Linked DNA regions of Mus musculus: region 1 is linked to region 2. A link is a contact called in public promoter capture Hi-C data. All regions are on one chromosome and are shown on one strand. The core of a region is the stretch at or near the end of the contact, and the rest is flanking DNA. Distances in the headings are between cores, read along the strand shown.

Region 1 (3,997 bases), core at 1,337-3,836, 180 kb after region 2:
CTTGGTCCTCAGAGGGAACCAGCCCTTACAACACCTTGGTCATAGACTTCCACTTCCAGACTCTACAACATTAAGGCAATGAACCATGTGGGCCACCACACCAGTGCTTTGTTCCGGCAGCCCTAGTTAGCAAACACAACTAGCATCTTCCAAAGCCTGGATTTTTCCATTGTATCTTTATCCCACTCTGTCCCAGATTCTCACCACACACAAATCAAGGCATCTTAGTGTCTGAGGATGGTGGGATGGAAGAAATGAACTCCATGGATGGGCTGACCAAGGGGAATTCTTCAGTAGTCATTCATATTTAGTTATTTTTTCTTTTTTAAAAGATTTATTTATTTCATTTTATGTGAGTACACTGTAGCAGTGTTCAGACACACCAGAAGAGGGCATCAGATCTCATTACAAATGACCATGAGCCACTATGTGGTTGCTGGGAATTGAGGACCTCTGGAAGAGCAGTCAGTGCTCTTAACCACTGAGTCATCTCTCCAGCCCTTAGCTTTTCTTTGAAGTTAAAATTGTATTTATTTATGTGCATGTGTGTATGTGTGTGTATATACTTGCCTTTGGAGATCACTGAGTAGCTTTGGGGAACTGAGAATTGTCTCTATTACTATGTAACTTCCACGAGTTGACAATAAGTTATCAGAGTCAGGTATAGTGTTACATGCCTTTATTCTCATCATTCAGAGGCAGAGGGAGGCGGTTCTCTGTGAGTTTGAGGCCAGTCTAGTCTATATATCTAGTTCCAGGTCAGCCAGGACTACATAGTGAGACTTCATCTTAGAACACACACACACACACACACACACACACACACACACACACACACACACACACACACACACAGTTACCAGGCACCTTTAGCCACGGAGCTATCTTGCTTGCTCTAGTTATTTAGTTTTATGTGATCAAAGTACACATGTACGTATGAGACTTTCATAATGAAGTCCATAATTTTATATATAACCAACGTTAATTAAAAAAGTTCCTTACATTTCTCTTGTCTTCCACCTCTCATGCAAAGTTAAGACTGAAATGATCCAATAAAGCACAACAAAAAATTCTCCACAAAAAAAAGAAACTAGCCGAGGAGAGGACACACAGCGGGGACACTCCAGACTTCGCCCACATTCAAGGTGAGAGAAAAGGCTGCTTAGCTCTATAATCTAGGAAGCAAGCATGCAGCACATGGCTCCCAGAGTCTATGATATACCCCCTTAAATACTTTTCTCCAAATATAAAAAAAGGCAGCAACGTGTTTTTTCATATCACAAAAAGGTAGGCTGTATTGATTCTCCCTTTACAGCACTTTGTCTAAATACAGGGCCATTGTAGACACAGCTCAGTGGTGGAGCATCTACCTCAAATGGATGAGGCTTGTATTTGATTTCTAGCACAGAAACAATGAAAAGAAAAGTAACAGATACTGAGGCAGGGGGTGGCAGACCTACATTCACACAAACACTTAGTACACATGGCAAGTTGTAGTTTCCAAAGATAAAATGCAGACTGAATCTAACATGGTCAGTCCCCAATGCGGACTCTGGCAAAGCTCCAAAGAGAGCAACCTGTGTAAAGCCATCAGGAAGCACTCACAAATTCCCCAACTTTTAGATTTATTAAAGCCCATCTCCAGAGTCTTTCTTCTCAAAGAGCACAGAGGAAACCGGTCTGTAAATACTGACAATGTTTATAACTCAAAACTTGGACCAAGTAAGACAGGCTTCTAACACGGCAGGAAATGGGAGGGAGGGAAACCTGCAGGTTAACTACACAGGCCAAGCAGGTGGATTTGGGCCCAGAAGGAATAGGATTCCTGGAAGCGACTTTTCAGAGACTGCATCCAAATGTCCAGGAACTCATAGATCTGTGGTTCTCACGGAATTTGATGGCTGGTAACGAGGTCGTCTGGAGATGCCTGGTGTGGGGCAGAGTTGAGTCTAGCTCCTGTACTTGGAACTCAATAGCTGTTTAACTTTGTTTTTCCTCACATATTTATCATCTGACTGTGACCTGGCAGCTTGTCTGTACATAACTCACAATAAACCTCATCTGCCTAAGTTTCTCACTAGCACTAAAAGGAATTCTGAAGGCTTTATAGATCCCTGCTATATATCCTTTTTGGAGGAAGAAGAGTAAAATTTAGTTATGGCTGCTTCATGTGCAAGTCAGTTTCCACTGCACACACTCCAAAAAGCCCACTGTGCAACCTTATTTCACAATTCAGACACATCTTCTCAAATGAAAGAGTTCTCCCAGCGAGTTACATGCCGCTCCAATGTGTTTTTCGAAGAAAGGATTTCACAATGTTGAAAATCCTGGGCATCAATCAAGATGTCCCGACCTTGAAAGCAGCTGGCCACAGTTCTTCCACAGAGAGAACCAGCTAACTGTTGTATCACTCGCTGTTCACGCAGTTGCTCAGCACACAGGGGCTGCTGCTCTTGGGCTTCATAAGGTTTCATGTGGGTCTGGCGTAATTCAGGTGTGAAGGCTGCATGCAGTACCCCGCCCCCCCACTCCCAACTCTCCAGGGATGTTTTAATGCCTTGCTTCCTGGCACTGGCTGCCGATAGCCAACTAGGGATGCTGTAGAAATCGCTGGCTCCCAGCCTTGCTCCCTGGGAAAGCTCACTAGATGGTACAGTGGGACTCAAAGGTTCCTGGTCATTGCACAAGTTTGGGACATTTTGTTTCATGGCTTTTAAATTTTTATTTCTTTTACTGTTACTAATTTTTGAAATTATAACATAATTATAACATGATTCCTTTTTTCAAACCCTTCCATATATTCCTCCTTCCTCTCTTTCAATTTTATGACCTCCTTTTTCATTGCTATTGTATGCCTATCTGTAGTTGTGTATACATAGATATTCCTAAATATAGCTGACTCAGTTATCATGATAATTGTACGGACTTTTCAGGTCTGGTTGTTTGCTAGTCCCAGTGGCCCCCACCTACAAAACACTCCCATGCCTAAGGCTCCAGGGACATTGTGTGAGATGGGGTGGAAAGACTGTAAAAGCCAGAAGATCAGGGAGAAGCCTAGTAGCATCACAAGCCACACCCATAAAGTCTTGCCAACATGGCTGTTCAAACACAAGTTGAGCAAGGATGACAATAATGGCTGCCAAAATGGGTGTGGAAAGGCCCATGAGGCCTCAAGCTTGCACGGAGAACTGAAAAATGCCGGGAGTGGAACAGTCTTGCTATATAAACCAGGTTGGTCTATAATTCACTATGTAACTCAGCTGGTCTCAAATTCACACTCCTCCTGCCACTAATGGTTAAGCTTACATGCCCTCATATGTGCAAAGCTCAGTTCATTCACAGAGATCACTGGGCATTTCACTTGTGCTAGACACTGGGCATACAGTGGTGGTCTGGGTCCTTCTACCCCCTTGTGGGCACATTTCCTATGTGCATGCAGACCAAGAACATGAGTGAAAGCAGATCACTAAAACAGCAGTTGCTAAATGGTATTTTGTTTGTGTTTAGTAGGCAGAGTTTCATGGGTCAGGCTGGCACTAAACTTGCTTTGTAGCTGAAGAAGGCCTTGAACTTCCAATCCTCGGAACTTTACACCCGTGAGTGTTGGGATCATTGAGTGCGCACCATTCCTGGGGTCCTGAGGTTCTAGAGATCAAATCCAGGACTTCCTGTATGTTAGACATGCCTTTTACCAACTGAATTATATCCCTGGGCCCAGTTGGTGTTAGATTTGACAAACTCCACAAGGGAGTGGAGAGGATGGGAGACAACATTTACTTGTGCAGGGCAGTTAGGTGGAGGCAACATTTGAACTACAAGTTGTTCTGGGTATGGAGGGAAAACACTGGAGGCAGAAATTTTAAATATTGGTGGGGGAGGGAAGGTCGGTACAGTGAAATGCTGAGGAAAGTTAAGCCTCATGAGGTACTGAGGGAGGAGGAGAGGGTCGGACAGGAGGCTATCGGCTCTTGAGCATCCATCTTGGGCAGCCACCACC
Region 2 (4,290 bases), core at 816-3,315:
GGCACAGCCTCGATAAATGTTTGCCCAATGGGTGATTAGAGGAATGCCCAAGATGGCATTACTTCATCTACACACTGGATCAAATGGGCAACAGGGCAGGAGATGAATCACGTAGTTTTCGGAACCAATTATGCAATGCTCTTTGCTTTATACAACTAACAGTACACCATCAGGACCACCGGAGGGCGTGGTGTGACGCAGAGAAGGGAAAGTGGGGCTCAGAAGAGGACAGAGGAATATTTTCAGTGGCTATTATTCTGTACAACTAGGATTTGGCTGTACTAAATACCGCTTTCCCATTCAAAACCCTGGGTTCAACCTCCAGGACCCACATGGTTTTATTTATTTATTTTTGCTTTCCAAATGAGTGTCATTGTCTGCTGCTGACTGTAGTTCTGAGAGTTTTGGTATAATGGGTAATTATGATGACAGAGTTCAAACACACCATAAACAAGCGATGGGCGGCCTGTGCCTTCAATGAACTGGCTCTGCACCCAGCTTCTTAGATCCTGACTCTGAATTCTGTTCATGAACCACAAGAAGGCCTTGTGGCCCAATAAACAAGGCTTGGCACTGGGGCAAATGACTTAATGAAGGGCAGAGATGTGACGAATCAATAACACAGGACAATGAAGGACATCCTCTTTATCTTCAAACTCCCTGAAGTCTCTCCCTCCAGCGGAGAGAGGAAGGGCTACTGCAAATCCAAATGCCAAACCCTGACCCATATTCGATTTTATCTGCACTTGGATATAACCAGCTAGTGGAATTAATGTGGTATATCTCAACTGGTAGCTGTACATTAGGCTGGACAAATGAAGCTTCATTTGTATAGGTCAAAAGCTATCTTTATCTCTAATGTTATAGATTTATTTCAACCTGATAAAAAAGAAACAAAAGACCAAAGTGTATTAAAAGGCTATCTTAAGTTTAAAAAGATCTCTTTAGAAATAGACACCATCAGAATATGTCATACTTGGGCACTCTGTCAGTATTTGTTTGTATTCACGTGGCCCTTGATACACTGAGGCGGGTCCCCACAAACAATTGGAAACAAAGGTGTCCCTGGTTCATTTGCAGAGAACCCAACTTGCAGTTATGATTCCTGGGCCTCGGATGAGGATTCCCTCCACTTCTGAGAGAGCCAGACCATATACTAAATCCACCCGCCTGGAAGACCATCCCCACGTAGATACCTGCTTCCTCCTTTCTTACACGTGGGGCTGCACTCACACCTAGCCTGAATCCATTTACAGGCAGTCAGCTGCATGTGCATTTGAGAAGAGCAGAGTAGAGTCCGAGAGCATTGGTGAGTTTTCCCAACTGGGCTACTGACATGTACACACAGAGGCATGGACATAAATAGCACTTGTGAGGACTCAAACATTTCAATGATGGCAGTGGACAGAAAGGACGGGTGATCTTCCCACAGAGTAACTAAAGGTGACGACACCCATCAGGATTGATTGCTCTGTGCCGTTAACACTCACGGGGCACACTGGGTTGGCTGATCTAGGGAAGAAACTGAAGGACAAAGATGGCTGCTCTGCCCCAGAGGCAGAGCTGACAGGGTAGTGGAATCCAGACCTCACGCCTGACTCATGTCTCCGCTTCTCCAGCCCTGTTCCTACCCACACTGGGTGAATGCTGGCTTCCAGGTCTGCAGAGGCTAGTACCTCCTTCTTGTCTAACTTGATTTCTTCATGGTGATCTTAAGGGACTCGTGAAACACATGCCTCAGACTTTGGCCCTGGTCCCAGGGAGAAGGCTGGGAATGGGAGGGGACAGTGCTGAGCAAAGACCAGGAAGTGGAGAAATGAACAACAGGAAGTCACCTCAGCAGACCCCACCACCACCTTTAAACCACTTGCAATTTGGGGCAAATTCTTAATTCTCACAACCCCTCTCACTGTGGGGCTAGGAAGACAGGTCAGCCAGTAACTATAAGTCTCACACAAACCTGAGGCTCTGAGTTCAATGTTCATGGCCTACAAAACAAACAAACAAGAACAAACCAGGCAGAGGTGGCAAGCAGCAAGATGGGAGGCAGAGATGGGAGAATGACCTGGAAGCGCTGTGGCCAGCTAGCCTGGAGCTACACAGTGTAGCAGCACAGATAAGAGAGACATTGCTCACAAGGGAAAGGTCAAGAATCAATTTCCTAACATGTGCATATCCACCAAGCACTGTATACATTTGTTTTCTCTCTCTCTCTCTCTCTCTCTCTCTCTCTCTCTCTCTCTCTCTCTCTCTCACACACACACACACACACACACACACACACACACACACACACACACACATTCAGAGACATTTGGAAAGGGCTAATTATCGAGGTCCAGTGGAACTCATCCAGGTGTGCAGAACTGCTAAGCTGGGAACAGTGCGCATGGTAGCGTGTTTGTCTAGTGCGTGTAAGGCCCACGGCTCAATCCCCAGCACTTAAAGAACGGGGGGTGCCTACCTGAGTTGGGATATAAGTGCCCTCTGATAACTATTGCTGGGACGCCTTTCTCTTTCTTCCTGTTCACCTTACAAGGGAACTGGGCCCACTCATGTTTTGCGTGTGAAATTGAGAACTGAAGCATAGGTCCAGTTACCTCATGGTCAAGTGCAGCTAGGATAGCATTAAAGCTTCAACCTTAGAGCCGTTTCCTAGCCACAAGGAAAAAACCATCTTGCTAATTTGAACCTATCTGGGATGAAGCTGAGGTACACAAAAGTTCCTGTAGCAGAAAGTACAAAGGCAAACAGGGGAGATTATAGAAAACCCACACTCACTCAGTCGCCCGAGTTAGTTTACTCCTGGAATCTAGCCTCTCGTAGATGCCCTCCTCTTAGAGCAAAACAATATAAGAGAAGACAGTGGAAACAAGGCCAGCCGTTTTCTTGGAGGAAATGGGTCCTGGATTGGCAGCTCTAATGCTGTCATATTTATGCATCATTTATGTGCCCAATAAATATTCATTACCATCCAAATTGGTAAAAATGTAAAAACCATATATTTTTCAACCAAGGATTATTTACAGGTGGGGCATTTTGAAAATTCACATGCTGTCAAGTCTTATTTCCCCAAATGATGATGCCAATTTGGTTCATGATTTTCTTTGAACATTTTTGAATATGAAAATTACATTTCTGACAAATGTTAACTTATAGATATTAGTTCTCTATGCTAAAATAAGCATATTCAATAAACACATTAAAAGTAGCCCAGTTAGAAGTTGGGCATAAGGGCACACAGCTGTTATCAAAGATACTTGGGAGCTGAGGCAGGAGGATTGCTTGATCTCAGGAAGTCAGCATATACCAGGGCAACATAGATCCCCATCTCAGAAAAGAAAAAATAAACTAATAAGAAGAGGAAGAGGAGGAGAAAAGATTCAATGCAGAATGGCAGACTCTAGACTCTAAGAGGCTCATCGTATATGCATAAATGATGGGGGAACCGAAGCGTGAAGACGCAGCCTACTCAGGACATGCCAGGAGTAGACTGTATCTTTTCCATAATACCATTAGGCCATCTGCTACAGAACTAGTACCAAGCACCTGTGTGGTGTGCTCTATAGCTTTCGGCACACTCTACCAGAATAGCTAGTGATGATGTTCTAGAAAGTTGTAGTGCAGACCTCCCCTAGAGGGACAGCAAACTTGACTTCTCTGGCTTGAAGACAATGCCTGTTAATGGGGCACATGAAGTGACTTTGAAAAGCCTACATCCTGGGCTGCCAACATGTTACAGGACAGGGTGCTTTGTCTAGTACGCGCAAGGCCGTGAGTTCTATCCTTAGTGCTACATACAGAAATAGTAACAAAACCTCCTGAGCAAAACCCAGTCACTGAAAGTCTACAGTTTATAATTTGAGAACATTTCTGACACTTTAACAGATTCTACCCCAAACATAACATACTGAGGGCATATTTTAGTGCTGACCTTCCTTGAACACTTCCGTCAACACTTAAAAATAGCATCTTCAGAAAAGGCCACATAACATTTTGTTACTCAAACTTTGGAAATGGTCCACCCACATGGCTCCCCTGAACCTCAGACCAGGTTAGCAGTCATATTTATAGTTGGAATGAAAGGCTAGAAAGAGAGGGTTCCCGGATGTGAGGAACTATAACGCCCTCGTAGTGCACGGTAATTTTCCCTTATGAAGATATCTTTAGACTCGTACGCTAAGCCTCCTCAAACCTGAATGTGTTACATGACAGGGCGATCTGCTTCACAAAACAACTGGCTTCACAAACATACTCCACAAGAATTTCTTTATCCTCTCAAAGAAGCTC

What was found. Promoter capture Hi-C pulls out the DNA fragments that hold promoters and counts their contacts.
Region 1: a promoter capture Hi-C map of 3T3-L1-derived adipocytes shows a contact between it and region 2, with 3 times the contacts expected there. The contact joins two enhancer-like sites. A contact is called at or near these places in 2 of 39 promoter capture datasets (3T3-L1-derived adipocytes and liver), 3 of 484 Hi-C or Micro-C datasets (the CH12 cell line, bone marrow-derived macrophages and embryonic stem cells), 1 of 115 datasets of contacts at active chromatin or transcription factors (heart atrium) and 1 of 9 other capture datasets (adipose tissue).

The regions. Positions count from the first base shown.
Region 1 is chr10:8,949,040-8,953,036 of GRCm38.p6, forward strand. No RefSeq gene overlaps it. Among named protein-coding and RNA genes, the nearest start is that of Gm51794, 58 kb to the right of the region's middle. Within about 2 kb of position 2,587, at least 26 of the 459 cell types and tissues checked have an H3K27ac peak or open chromatin away from gene starts, as enhancers often do. A contact at or near this core is called in 3T3-L1-derived adipocytes, adipose tissue and liver, where this site is marked.
Region 2 is chr10:8,770,921-8,775,210 of GRCm38.p6, forward strand. The region is part of intron 8 of Sash1 (SAM and SH3 domain containing 1); the gene reads right to left. Among named protein-coding and RNA genes, the nearest start is that of Gm25410, 51 kb to the right of the region's middle. Within about 2 kb of position 2,066, at least 70 of the 459 cell types and tissues checked have an H3K27ac peak or open chromatin away from gene starts, as enhancers often do. A contact at or near this core is called in 3T3-L1-derived adipocytes, adipose tissue and liver, where this site is marked.